Linked DNA regions of Sus scrofa: regions 2 and 3 are each linked to region 1. The links are chromatin contacts, called in public Hi-C and HiChIP or PLAC-seq maps. All regions are on one chromosome and are shown on one strand. The core of a region is the stretch at or near the end of the contact, and the rest is flanking DNA. Distances in the headings are between cores, read along the strand shown.

What was found. Hi-C and Micro-C count contacts between places; a contact is called where the count stands out from the background. HiChIP or PLAC-seq counts read pairs in DNA pulled down with a chosen protein or histone mark.
Region 2: a contact with region 1 is called in a Hi-C map of skeletal muscle, with 7 times the contacts expected there. The contact joins two enhancer-like sites. A contact is called at or near these places in 7 of 47 Hi-C or Micro-C datasets (embryonic fibroblasts, fetal skeletal muscle, psoas muscle and 2 more) and 1 of 2 datasets of contacts at active chromatin or transcription factors (skeletal muscle).
Region 3: an H3K27ac HiChIP or PLAC-seq map of skeletal muscle shows a contact between it and region 1, with 5 times the contacts expected there. The contact joins two enhancer-like sites. A contact is called at or near these places in 1 of 47 Hi-C or Micro-C datasets (skeletal muscle) and 1 of 2 datasets of contacts at active chromatin or transcription factors (skeletal muscle).

The regions. Positions count from the first base shown.
Region 1 is chr13:21,206,167-21,210,461 of Sscrofa11.1, forward strand. No RefSeq gene overlaps it. Among named protein-coding and RNA genes, the nearest start is that of MIR128-2, 170 kb to the left of the region's middle. Within about 2 kb of position 2,500, at least 4 of the 83 cell types and tissues checked have an H3K27ac peak or open chromatin away from gene starts, as enhancers often do. A contact at or near this core is called in fetal skeletal muscle and skeletal muscle, where this site is marked.
Region 2 is chr13:20,861,058-20,865,352 of Sscrofa11.1, forward strand. No RefSeq gene overlaps it. Among named protein-coding and RNA genes, the nearest start is that of ARPP21, 92 kb to the right of the region's middle. Within about 2 kb of position 1,969, at least 5 of the 83 cell types and tissues checked have an H3K27ac peak or open chromatin away from gene starts, as enhancers often do. A contact at or near this core is called in fetal skeletal muscle and skeletal muscle, where this site is marked.
Region 3 is chr13:20,914,631-20,918,925 of Sscrofa11.1, forward strand. No RefSeq gene overlaps it. Among named protein-coding and RNA genes, the nearest start is that of ARPP21, 39 kb to the right of the region's middle. Within about 2 kb of position 1,836, at least 4 of the 83 cell types and tissues checked have an H3K27ac peak or open chromatin away from gene starts, as enhancers often do. A contact at or near this core is called in skeletal muscle, where this site is marked.

The DNA of each region.
Region 1 (4,295 bases), core at 1,250-3,749:
GGATCTATGCCTAGGAGTGGGATGACTGGATCATATGGTAGTTCTATATTCAGTTTTCTGAAGAATCTCCACACTGTTCTCCAGAGTGTTTGTGCCAATCCACATTCCCATCAACTGTGTAGGAGGGTTCCCTTTTCTCCACAACCTCTCTAGCATTTGTTGTTTGTGGACTTATTAATGATGGCCATTCTGACCAGTGTGAGGTGGTCTCACATTGTAGTTTTGATTTGCATTTTTCTAATACTTAGTGATGTTGAACATTTTTTATATTGCACATTGTTTATCAAAGGAGTACTCTGAGGGAAATGAAAGTGGGGGGAAGCAGGGTGGGGCAGAGAAAGGAGCTGAGCAAATCTGTGGCTTCATCTTGATCCCATGGGGACTCTGGAGCCAGACTTGTACCCTAGAGTTGTTTGCACTTTGTGGTGAGGAAGCCATTCTTTTTCCCCTGTCAGCGAGTTGTCCTCAATGTGAAGGAGGGATGGGCAGGGTTGGCTGTAACCCTCAACCGAGGAGGCTTTACCTCCAGTGGAGAGCAATAACATCATGATGCTAATGATTCATCAACGTCACCTGGGAATTTGTTAGACCATCACTTCTCAGAGATCTTCCCAGAACCTCTGAACCAGGAACTCTAGAACTGGGACCAGGAAATCTGAGGGGCAAAAACTCTCCAGGTGATTCTGATTCATAATAATAGCTGAGAACAATTGTAAGTCAGTTCTCCAGAGAATGGGTCAGCATTCACAGCAGCTGCAGGATGGGTGCACAAGCCTCAAGAAGGAGACTGATGATTTCTATTAGGGCTCAGGGACGCTTTGTACAAAGAAAGAAAAATGGAGGCTAAAATCTTAAATTTGAGGAGATGTTAGTTGGTTAAAGGAGGTATAGTCTAGATAGGGGGAGAATAATATATCAAGGTTCTAACATGAAAAAAAAAGGTTATAGTTTATTGAAGAATTGACTGAAGGGTCATATGGCCAGAGCATCAGGAGCTAGGTAAATAATGGTGCCAGGTGAGACTTGAAAGGTATGCTGGGGTCAGAAGAGCACTTATAATGGCTAAAAATAACTGCAGTTTACATTTACGGAGCACTTGCTATGTGCCAGACACTTTGCTAAGTGCTTCTTACACATTTTAATTAGTCCTCATAAAAAACCAGGAGATTAGATGAGGACATTGAGCCTTATTCACTAGCTCCACAAGCACAGTACTGAGTTATGGAGCAAGTTTTGATGGAAGGCTTTATCTGGGTACAAAACTCCAACTCTTAACCACTACCCCACTCTGACGTGGTGTGGATTTTTGTTTTTGTTTTTGTTTTTTGTTTTTTTTTTCAATTTTTACAAAAATTACTTTTTTTTTTTTTTGGTGATGACAGAATGTTTACTCATTAAATTTTTTTTTTTTAATTTTTCCCACTGTACAGCAAGGGGGTCAGGTTATCCTTATATGTATACATTGCAATTACAGTTTTTTCCCCCACCCTTTCTTCTGTTGCAACATGAGTATCTAGACATAGTTCTCAATGCTATTCAGCAGGATCTCCTTGTAAATCATGAGCTGTAGTGTAGGTCACAGACACAGTTCGGATCCTGTGTTGCAGTGGCTCTGGTGTAGGCCGGCGGCTACAGCTCTAATTAGACCCCTAGCCTGGGAACCTCCATATGCCATTGGTGCAGGCCTAAAAAGACAAAGACAAAAAAAAAAAAAAAAAAAAAAGGATTTTTGGATTCTTATTCGAAAAGCCATGGGAAACCACTCAAGATTTAATTATAAAAGTGGTGTAGTCATGTTCGTATTTTATAAAGCGCATTTTAGCTGCTTTCTGGAGAATAGATTGGAGAGGGCAAGATTATATACATGGTAAATAAGTTCATGTGCTTGACATTTGGGAATGTTTAAGTAAATTTTGGTAAAAACACTTGATAGACCAGAATTCTATGTTTATAAATAGCAATTACAAATAAATATGGAAAATAAACATGCAAAAATGCTCATGTGGTTATTGACAAATAGAAGGATATACATTTGTATTTATTTCTACCTATTTTATTGAGATATTATTGTTACTGGAAGGGGGACCCCTGTCACTCCCTCCTTTTGGCCCCTCTCAAATTCTCCGGGTTGGTTAAGTTTCTGTAATAGTGTAACAGCACAGGAGCACTGTGTTCCTTATCTAGGACTTCCTATTGTGAGACAGCTCATGCAAGTAATTATTATTGTGTCTGGCTGAGGCGGGGGGCGGGGGGGCAGGTGTCCCATCGATGGGTCCCTAAAAATGCAATTGACATATAACATTGTGTAGGTTTAAGGCATCCAACATGAAGATTTGATACACACACATGCCTAAAAACAGAAATACAAGTTCTAAATATTTATCTTGCAAAATAAACGGCAATTGCCAGCCATCTAATCCAAAAGTACCTGCCCCCTACTGCAACTATTCTTTTTTTTTTTCAAGCCTCCCAATTATTGCAGCTATTCTTATATTCCCCACTCAACTTCAGAGAATGTGATTTAGTAGATCTGGAGTGGGGCCCATTTTTTTAAATCTACACTAAAACTAACCAAAACAACCAAGTTCCCTAGCAGATTTAAATACACAGATTTAAATACAGGTGTCCTTACTCAAAGGACTCTGCTTGCTACTACGCCCCCTCCCTGTAACAAGCGCCGAAAACTCCACCTCTCCCCAGTTTCTTCTTACCTCAGGATCTGCTACAGATTGCGCAAGAATGTTTCCCCCAGTCAAGGCTAGATCTCATCTTACAGGCACTCTCGTAGGTCTAACAGCTGCATTTCTACGATCTTTGCTCTGAGTTGGGCAAAAGACTCTGGCGGTGCAGAGGTCCACAGCTCACTGATCCTCTGGTTTGAACGTTGACCTCAGAGGTGAGTCAATTAGTACCTCTCACGTAGGTTGCGAGTTCGCTTAACTTGTGTATTACCTGGGTTCCTCATTCTCGGATTCTGGGCCTGTGAGGTGCTGACCTCGAAGCCTAGGGAGAAGGTGGGGGCGGGGGCTGGAGAACTGGCAAATAGAGTGGTCTTGATGTAACAAAGACCCCGGGGCTGAGGAGGTTTAGGGAGATCCGAAACTGGGGCGGGAAGACAGTCCGAGAGGGTCCAGGTGAGAGTGTGGAAGGAGTAGAAGAGATGTAGAACTGGCAATGGCTGCACTAAACATTTATAGAGGAAAAATAGACACAAAGAATATATATCAAGAAGCAAACCAGGAGAGGATTTCAGCACATTATTCCAATGATATTGCAAGATAGGGACCCATTTTTATTCCCAAACAGGATGAGACCCTATTCTGCAGAATTTGGGCTTGCATGGAGAGAGAAACAAAAAGATTGTGTGCTAATCCCAATTAGAGCCAAAATTTGAATCTGGAAGCCAAACTATGAATACCCTGGTCCAGAATTTTAGCTGAAGTTATTTTTCTCTATGCAATGCCTCCATTTGGTGTAAGAAAGTACTGAGCAGCAGCACTTTTTTTTTTTTCTTTGACTATTATATTAGGCAAACTTTTCTCCAAAAAGCCATTTGCAGTTTTCCCAGTTGGATCTTGGGTCATGTGGAGATGGCGTTTTGCCATCTTTGGACCCTCATTTACCCTGCCTTTTTCTCTCTCATCTCTATCTCCACACCTTTCTCTCTCATCTCCATACAGCTAGTTTTTGAATGACTCCATCTATTGGTGCATGCTGCTCCAGTTCCCAGGCTAAACATCAGAGCTGAAACAGTTTATCATAGCTTCAGCCTGTCCACCTGTTGAGATCTGGGTATTAAATTTTATTGCCTGTGTCACCCAGTGTCTGGTTTTCTAGGACTGAGATCCTGCAGCTTTAAATGTCAACACTTTTTTCCATGGCAGGACCTCCTGCCTTAATCTCACTTTTTAGCTTAAAAACATCTTTTTCTTTTTTAAGCTTTTTCATTCTATTTTCAGAATATATCTATTAGCTAAGGAGAATTTGAAGCACTTTAATTACTATGTAAGGAAATAGGGATGCTGATAAATGTTTAAAATTATACATGCAAATGTAATTATTTCTATACTATTTTGTCAGACTCTCCATTCTGAGAAAGATTTTTTTTTTTTTCCTGATTACATGTCACTGTGTGTTCCGGTTTCCCTTTTACAGGAGTGATGGTCAAATCCCACTCGCTTACAGAAATCTTTCCCCTTGCCTTTTCCACTGGATGGGAATCTATATTCTACACCCCCAGGCACACTAACACATATGTGGCATTTGAATGAATAGTAGAAAACACAACAGTAGAT
Region 2 (4,295 bases), core at 719-3,218, 350 kb before region 1:
TCCTTCTGAGAATGGAGAAATAGAGCTTTTTTAAGCACAGCAACCTAAGACTTTCACTGTCAGCTAGAGTTGGTGTGTCACCAGAAATGTTTCCTACTCTCATCCCATGTGTTTCTAATGAACTGATATGAAATTATTGTCTTTCCCTCCCTCCTACTCCTCTGTTACTCTAAGATGATACCGCATATGGGCCACCACAGTCTTCATCATACCCTTCTGCTAGGGATCTCTTGTCAACACCTCCTGCTTTAAATGTAGGAGATACAACCTATCAAGATGCAATGCCTAACTGTCTGATCATCCCTCCCCTACTTCTAAGGTCTATTTTTCCCCCTGATTCTTGCTTTGAATTTTTTTTTTGGCCACACCCATGTCATGTAGAAGTTCTGGGCCAGGGATCAAACCCATGCCACAGCAGCAACCCAAGCTACTGCAGTGACAATGCCAGATCCTTACCCACTGCATCGCAAGTGTACTCCAAATTAATATTTTTTAAAGTGAAAATGAGGGCATTGGAGGTAAGAGGCACTCTTGAGACATAACAATGTTCAAACATCTCAAAAATTTGCACATATTAGGAGAAAGAGTAGGGGAGGTCTAATGGTCATGTTATTTTTTATTATTTAATTTTGATTATTTCATCAAGGTGAAACCATGGGAGATGTACCAATCATCTTTCTTACTCTTGCACTGTTACTCACCCACCTCCCAAATTCTCTTTTGTGAAGAAAAGACTACTTATGTCATGAGGTGCACTTCAGATATGTCTATGGCTGTGTTTTAATTTTTATTCCAGCCCAACTGACCTCATTGTTAGAATAAATTCTGTCCAAACTCTGGAATAAGCTTTCCTTTCAGTGTGTTGGGGAGATTTTCATCTTTATTCATATTTTCATAAGTAGAGAAGTTGAGAAAGACCATTTCTGAACCTATACATCAGACACAATTTTAACCACTGGCATATGTTTTGTTTGTTTGGTTGGTTGGTTTTTGTTTTGTTTGCTTTCTAGGGCTGCACTTGCAGCACATGGGAGTTTCCAGGTTAGGGGTCAAATCAGAATTGTAGCTGCCAGCCTACACCCCAGCCACAGCAACGCAGGATCTGAGCCATGTCTGCCACCTACACCACAGCTCACAGCAACTCTGGATCCTTAACCCACTGAAAGAGGCCAGGGATCAAACCCACATCCTCATGGAGCCTAGTCAGGGAGGATCCTAAGCCATGATGGGAACTCCCCACTGACATATGTTTTAAATAGGAATTCATGATGCTGTTATCTTGAGCTGTATGTCCGCTGCAATCCAGGAAGGCCAGTGACCTAACAAATTGAAGTGACTCGATAAAGTTATTTCTTAATGCTCTATTTTAGATTTTACATTTGCAACTGTAGCTAATTGGATCCAACGCGAAATCTAATTAAAACCTCATTGTACCATCTGTGTTCTTTGGTTAAAGGACATGTACTATTAAACAAGTGCTGAAAAGGAGGTATTGAGTTACTTAAAATTCAGTTTCTTCCATTCTCAAAAACTGAATGGTAGCAGAGTGTTATACTCCATGGTTGTATCCAGTCTTCAAAAACTCCCCAAAGCCATAGCTAATTTTCCTATTAATTACAGACTTGAGATGGCACCATCAAATTCAATCTCACAATTTCAGCAACGAAGAAGAGAGAGAAAAAAATATATACGTGCGCGCGCACACACACACACACACACACACAGAGGAAAAAAAGAACCTTGGTAATGCACACACAGCAGTTTTCCAAGGGTTTCATCCTTTCTTCTCTCACTTCATTTAATCCAAATGAGAAATGTTTTGTTTAACTGGAGAGTTTCAGGATTTTCTCTGCCCACAAATGGACTGACCCCTTAATAATCGTAATTTCTCTGTGTTACATGGTAAGAAAGTCAGAAAGGAGAAAAAGAAGGAAATCAAGAAGTGATACTATTGAAGTGAAATTTACACACTCATAAAAAATTAAGTGGCTATTGTAGTTTAATTCACATGAGCATGGTCCATACTTAGTTTATTCCTCCTCTGATGGTCACATGGTATCTACAAAGAACTTACTGACATGGAATCTTAGTTGAAATGCTAAAAATCAGTTTCATTATAAGTTTTCAGTTTCCTTCTCTGTTAAAAATATAAAACATATTAAGACATTTCTTCCTTATAGGTCTTAGATTTTTAAAAAGCCCTCTGGTGGCCTCCAGTTTATTTATATACTAGCAGCTGCAGTCATGACATCAAGATGCAATAAAACTATCTCTCAGTAATGCAGGCACCTGTTGTTAAAGAAAGAAATCTAGGACAGACAGGCAGAGGCTGCTGGATCCTAAGTGATGGGGGGTTGGGGGATCACCCTGAGAAAGTAGATGTATTTTCATAGCAGCAGGCCAGAGGTTCAGGCATCAGTGGCTGAATGGCCCCTATTTTGTCCCTTGTTTAGTTAAACTGACCTCTTTACTCACATATAGACATAAATCAGTGTCTATGTGCAGTTCACAACAAAACTATAATGGAACCAAGTTTGTCTTCTCCCTTGTTTTTGAAGCTGTGAACCCTGTTGCAAAAGATCCAGAAGCACACAGCACACCCTTGACAAAAATCAGTGATAGATGGGGCAGTAGGAACTTTCAACACTGAGATGATCCAGGGCAAATGCAATCCAATTGTTTGTTTAAAATTGTTAAAATTGTTTTTTTGTTTGTTTGTTTTAAATAGCTGTCCCAAGTTAAGTATCAAATAGGCTCATTGACGGTTTTGGTCTTTAAAATACCCTATCCGACAGGCAAAGCAGAGATTACGTTGAAGCAGTTGAGGATACTAAGGGTCGCATAGGTTGAGTGATTTGCCCAAGGTCACATACCACAAAGCTGGTCCAGGATAAACATGGAGCTCTTGGAACAACGCTGAGTTACCTGAGCACACACACAGTTGAGTTAGAATTATGACTTTGTCACATTTTTTTCTCTCTGAAACTTGGTCTCCTGGTCTATACATGGTTTGATGTGGGATCACATGTGATAACATACATCTGACACAACCAACAATGACATGAATGGTACACTCAGTACTCAGATCCTGTTCCTAGACTCTTTTTGTATGAACTCAAACTAAAACAACATTCTGTGGTTTGTAAAAATTGGCAAAATATGTATTATTCAATAAATGCAGTTTTCTACTGAGCATTTTTCTTTCAAAAGATGATATGCATGGGAGTTCCCGTCATGGCTCAGTGGTCGACGAACCTGACTAGGAACCATGAGGTTGAGGGTTCAATCCCTGGCCTTGCTCAGTGGGTTAAGGATCTGGGGTTGCCATGAGCTGTGGTGTAGGTCACAGACGTGGCTCGGATCCCACGTTGCTATGGCTTTGGCGTAGGCCAGTGGCTACAGCTCCGATTCGACCCCTAGCCTGGGAACCTCAATATGCTGCGGGAGTGGCCCAAGAAATGGCAAAAAGAAAAAGATGATATGCATGAACATAAAAGGAATGTAAGGATGTATCAATATTAGAGTCCGTTTTTAAGGATTAATTCTTTTTCATGGAAAAGCACGGACTTCAACAAAAGGAACCAAAGACAAAATCAGTTGATGCTGAAATTTGATCCTTCTCTGAGATCTTCCTTGAAAGAAATTCGAGCAAGTAATTGATTGATTAAAGGTTCAAGTCTTCTAACTATTTGATATCACAAACCCAGCACAGTGAAAGAGGCCAGATACTCCTTCTTTACCACTGCTTTCTGCCACTTCCCTTCCATACATCTATTGCCCTTGCTAAGTATGTAATAAATACCTCTGATGTTTGATATAGATGTGCAGAGCTTCTGGTGAAAACAGAGAAAGAGGAAAGCAGCTTATACTGATGTAATTGGTGCAAACCTTGGATTGGATCACAGTGTTCTCAGATGGTTGTAAATGATGAAGCACTGATTTTGTTGTTAGTTTTTTTTTTTTTCTCTTTAAATTCCTCTATAGTTTACTGGAATTTAAGTCAATATAATGAGCATCCTGTAAATGACAAAATTTTAAGAGAAACCAGTAGTACGCTGGATTCTAAGAACAAATTCCTATGAGAACAGACAGTTAACAAACCACTATAGATATATGAACAAGTCTTGCGTTGAAGAGCAGAAGGTCATTGTGAATATTCACTTTCTCTTGAAGGTTGCCTGTTTAGTCTACAGATAGCAGAACGAAATGAGTCACTCACAGACAGAAAATATAAGATTGGTCGGCCCTAAAGGTCATCCTGTTCAGGCATCCCAAGTGAGGCTGTTCTCACTTTC
Region 3 (4,295 bases), core at 586-3,085, 290 kb before region 1:
AGGGGACGTGTAACTCATAACACTTTGGAACTTAGAACTTCATGTGCAAAAGAATGTGTGACATTTCACCTAACCACAGGGGCAAAATGACTTCAGCTAGGGAAGAGTTACATAGAGAATTACCAGCTGCAGTTTGGATAAGCAGCGGGCCTTTCCACCTGCCTTGTGCAGATTTCTGCGTGAAACTCATTGGTCTGACATTATCACATGAGAAAAGACTATGGAAGCCACCTCAATAGTCTCCTTCAGTTGTCCCTCTAGATGTAATCATCTGACGGTAAGAATCTGTTCTGGTAATACTTTGCCTTCCAAAATTAAGTCTACTAAAGATCTCTTGGAAAGACTCAGTATGTCAAACGTATTCTACTTTGATAGTGTTTAAATTAGAAAAATCCAAATTCATCCAAAGTATTTAGAGATACCTTTCATTATAAAATAACGAGTTTCACAGACTTCAGAGGGATCTCATACATAAGAGTTTTATCTCCATTTTTTATAGAGATTGATGGGGCTGAGGGAGCCCACATCTAGTTAGTGTTGGGGCTAAGCCTTGTGTCAAAGGCCAGGAGAGTGAGTAAATTTTTTGAATAAATTATTAAATGGTATGTATATAAAATCAAGTTTCCTGTAGAACCTTATATACATGAAGTTTGAAATAGTTTAGAATAAATAAAAACAAAATTGGATAAAGAGGAAATTTAATTCAAATTGGATTATACATTACTTGAGAACTTTCTAAATCATTACTATTATTTTTCAGCTTGTGTTTATTGTAAATCAGTTTTGGCATACAGTGGTTTAAAAGGGATTCATCCTTATTAGTTTCTCAGCAAAGGGGGAAAATGCAGTGAAACTGCTTAATTTTTATGACACTGTGATTTTAGATGGAAATTTTTCTACAAAGAGAGCAAAGGCCAGCATACTAATGGCAATGATTCTAGAGACTGTTCTAAGAAATGCTTAGGCCCTTAAGGAAACATGCAAGCCTTTTAACCATAACTCACACTTGTCAGCAAATTCATTTTATACACTGAAATGTGGCTTTTGGCAAAATTCATGGCTCTGCCTGGCTGTGCCTTTGACTATGGCTTAAGCAACTGCCTCTGACATTTCTCAAGTCCATCAGCTGAGGAAAGAGATGGGAAGAGGCCAGCTCTGTCTCTCGATGAGAACAGAAACAAGAGGCTTTGCTATCCTCCTGCCCTCTCTGCCCAGCCACCTCTTTTTGCCAGTCCTTGCTGGAACAATGAGAAAGGTAAGAGATTCTCAGGAAATGCTGCTTCCTGATGGTGAGGTGTCTTGATCTTTGTGCCAGCAAATGTTGTGCTTGGACATGTATTGACTTTTGAGCCAAATACTAAGTTTGAATCTTGTTTTCTCCTCTGAGATTTTATGCAGATTATTTCATCAGTTTGAACTTGAGCCATCTCTGGGCCTCAGTGTTCTCATTTATGGAGTGAGAAAGATTAGAATACTAGCTCCTTCTCAGATTTGCTGAGTTCACTCTTTTTTTTTTTTTTTTCCATTCCTAGAGCAAATTTCTCCTTAATGATTATTTTCTCTGCAACCTTCATCATAGATTCCATTCCAGATGTCTTGCTTTTGCCAGGTAAACCAGTTAGCTTATGTTAGGTAATGAACCACCCTAAAACATTTTAAATACTTCAAACCATTCCTGAGCTCAGGGTTCTTCACACTGGCAATTTGAGCCAGATTTAGCTGGATGGGGTGTTATGGATTTGTCTGATCTTGGCTGGGCTTGATGTATAACTGCATTTAGCTGGTAAGTCACTCAGGGCTGCCTGGGACAGGTGGACCTTTCTGGAGAGGCTGGGTTTGTTCCCATGGAAATAGCAGAGGTACTGAGAGAGCCGAGTGGAAGGCATAAGACTTCTTGAGACCCAGGCTTGGAACAAATACAACGTTTCTTCTGCCACATTCTTGGCTAATCAAACCATAAGCCCAGCACAGATTTAAGGGGCATAAAGTGTATTCCTTTTCTTAATGGAGAAACTGAAAAAAATTGGTCCAGTGTTTTCAGTCTACTAAACCAGGTAAGCTCTTTCTAGAAACAATATTAATTGACAGAAGGAATGGTGTACTTCAGAGGATGCTCAGTTCTTCGTCACATCATTGAATCTGATTATCGTCATCTATAAAGCCAGGCATTTGTACCAAAGCTTTGCTATTTTATTTTAATTTAAAATTGCATCTCCTTGTGATTCATCCCAGAGCTAAGACAAGCATGGATGCCATGCATTCATTGATTAGGGGGTTGGGGCACCTCTTCTTTTTTTTTTTTCTCTCTGACAGGTGTCCTGGGAAATCCTTCTGGAGTAGCAATCTGGACCTTCATCTCATTTTGCCAATCTGATCACCCTAGGGTAGGATGATTTAACAGGAGTAATTAATCATTGTGTTTTCCGAAATTGGAAGCCAAGGCACATTAGCCTCATACCAGAGAGCATGTATGCAAGTGAGGGGGTTATGAAGGAGTGTGTGTAATGAGAGAGGTGAGAGTCTTATAATTAAGGAGGAGCATAAATAATAATGAAAGTCATTAGTGCCACTCGGTTGAAAGAATGTCATAAATGTAATTGGGGCATTAAAGTGAAATCCATTATGACAAACATTAACACATACAAAGGAGGGGAAAATGTGGTTATCTTGAGTTTGACAGATAGTGTCAGCTTCCAGTGGGGCCCAGATGGCATTCAGGAAAATGTTATGAGCAGTTTTATTTTAATATTTTTGGTTATGTGATATTTGGGAATCGAATGACACAAACACATGAGGAATTTTTACATGCCTGGCCTTGAAGCGGCTGGCAAAGAAGGGAGGTCACCGGAGGCAGCAGTGAACTGGAGGACTTCCATCTCGGATGCACGGTGTTTTTTTTCCTTAGGTGTTGCGATAACTCAAGGCATATGATGTAGTCTGGCATTTTTCCTCTGTGAAATTCCCCGTTGAACCAGACATGCAGTTTGGATGCTTTCTTTAAAAAATAGCAAAGTGTGGGGAAAGCGACAGAGATGAGAATGAGGACATTTAAACAATTATGCAGGAAATTATATGATGCTAAAATTGAACATGGACAGACTGTTCAATGGCAGGATTCCCACTCGTGCTGAGCTTTGCAAAGGAGGGGATTTTTTTTATTCTTTCTCTATGGGACTGTAATTTTTGAGCATGAAATAATTCAGAACATAAAACAAAAGAAAATTTTAAATATGTCTAGAGATGGAGGCAAAGAGAAACAAAAAAGAAGGCAATTGTTACAAATATGAGAGAATTAGGATGGTGTGTGTTTGGGTGTGTGTTCATTTGTTCGTCCAAAAGGAGGAAATGATAAAATATGGCAGTGGTTTGGAAAGAGAGATGTTCTTCTCTGGGGTTTCTTTTCAGGTCAGGACATGTACAAAGGAGATCTAGTCTCAGCCAGCAGGGGCATCATGAGAATTCAGTGAGTCTGTATATGCAAAAGGCTTAGCATACTGGCTAATGGTAAACCCTCAATAAATGGGAGCTCTAATAACTATCATTATAAGTGTTATTGTACGTCAAGGCTGGTAGGACAATCCATAAATAGGGGGAGTTCTAGATTATTCATGCATGATGTCAAGGGGGAGGGATATACTGACTTCTGTGTCATGTCCACCGTATGCAAAGAGATTTAGATGATATATTAGCTTATTTAATCCACATGGCAAAGCTACTCAGTGGGTATTATCTACAATCAGGGAGAAAAAAGGATTAGATAGTTTAACACCTTTAAAGCAGTTAAAACAGTTACCGGTACATAATAAGAGCTCAATAAACGTTAGCTCTTATGATTGCCACCCTCAAAGTCACCCAGCTAACCACTGGGAGGGGGAGCCAATATTTAAATCCCTCTCTGTAATTGCACCTCATCTGACTCACCTGGAACAATCTGCACCCCCACAGATGAACATTCTAGGGTGCAAAGGCCATAGAGATAGCTGGGGTTGTGACAGAAAGCTTGTGAAGCTTGGAGCCAGGTGCTTACGGTGAAATCCCCTGATGTAGTCCCTTAGATTTACCATTTGTGTAGTGTACACACAGTCATGGTGTTCAGAGTTCCCTTCAAGGAAATATTGGTTACCTCAGTTGCTGGGAAAACTGTTGGGGTATCTTATATTAGATCATGGCCCTTCCTGAGATGGTCCATGCTTGATCTTGATGATTGATGGCCCGGGGGGAGTATGAAGGCATAGACATCCCCACTCAGTAGGAACAATTCAGAGGGGCCATTATAGCTCTAGGGCAACTTGTGT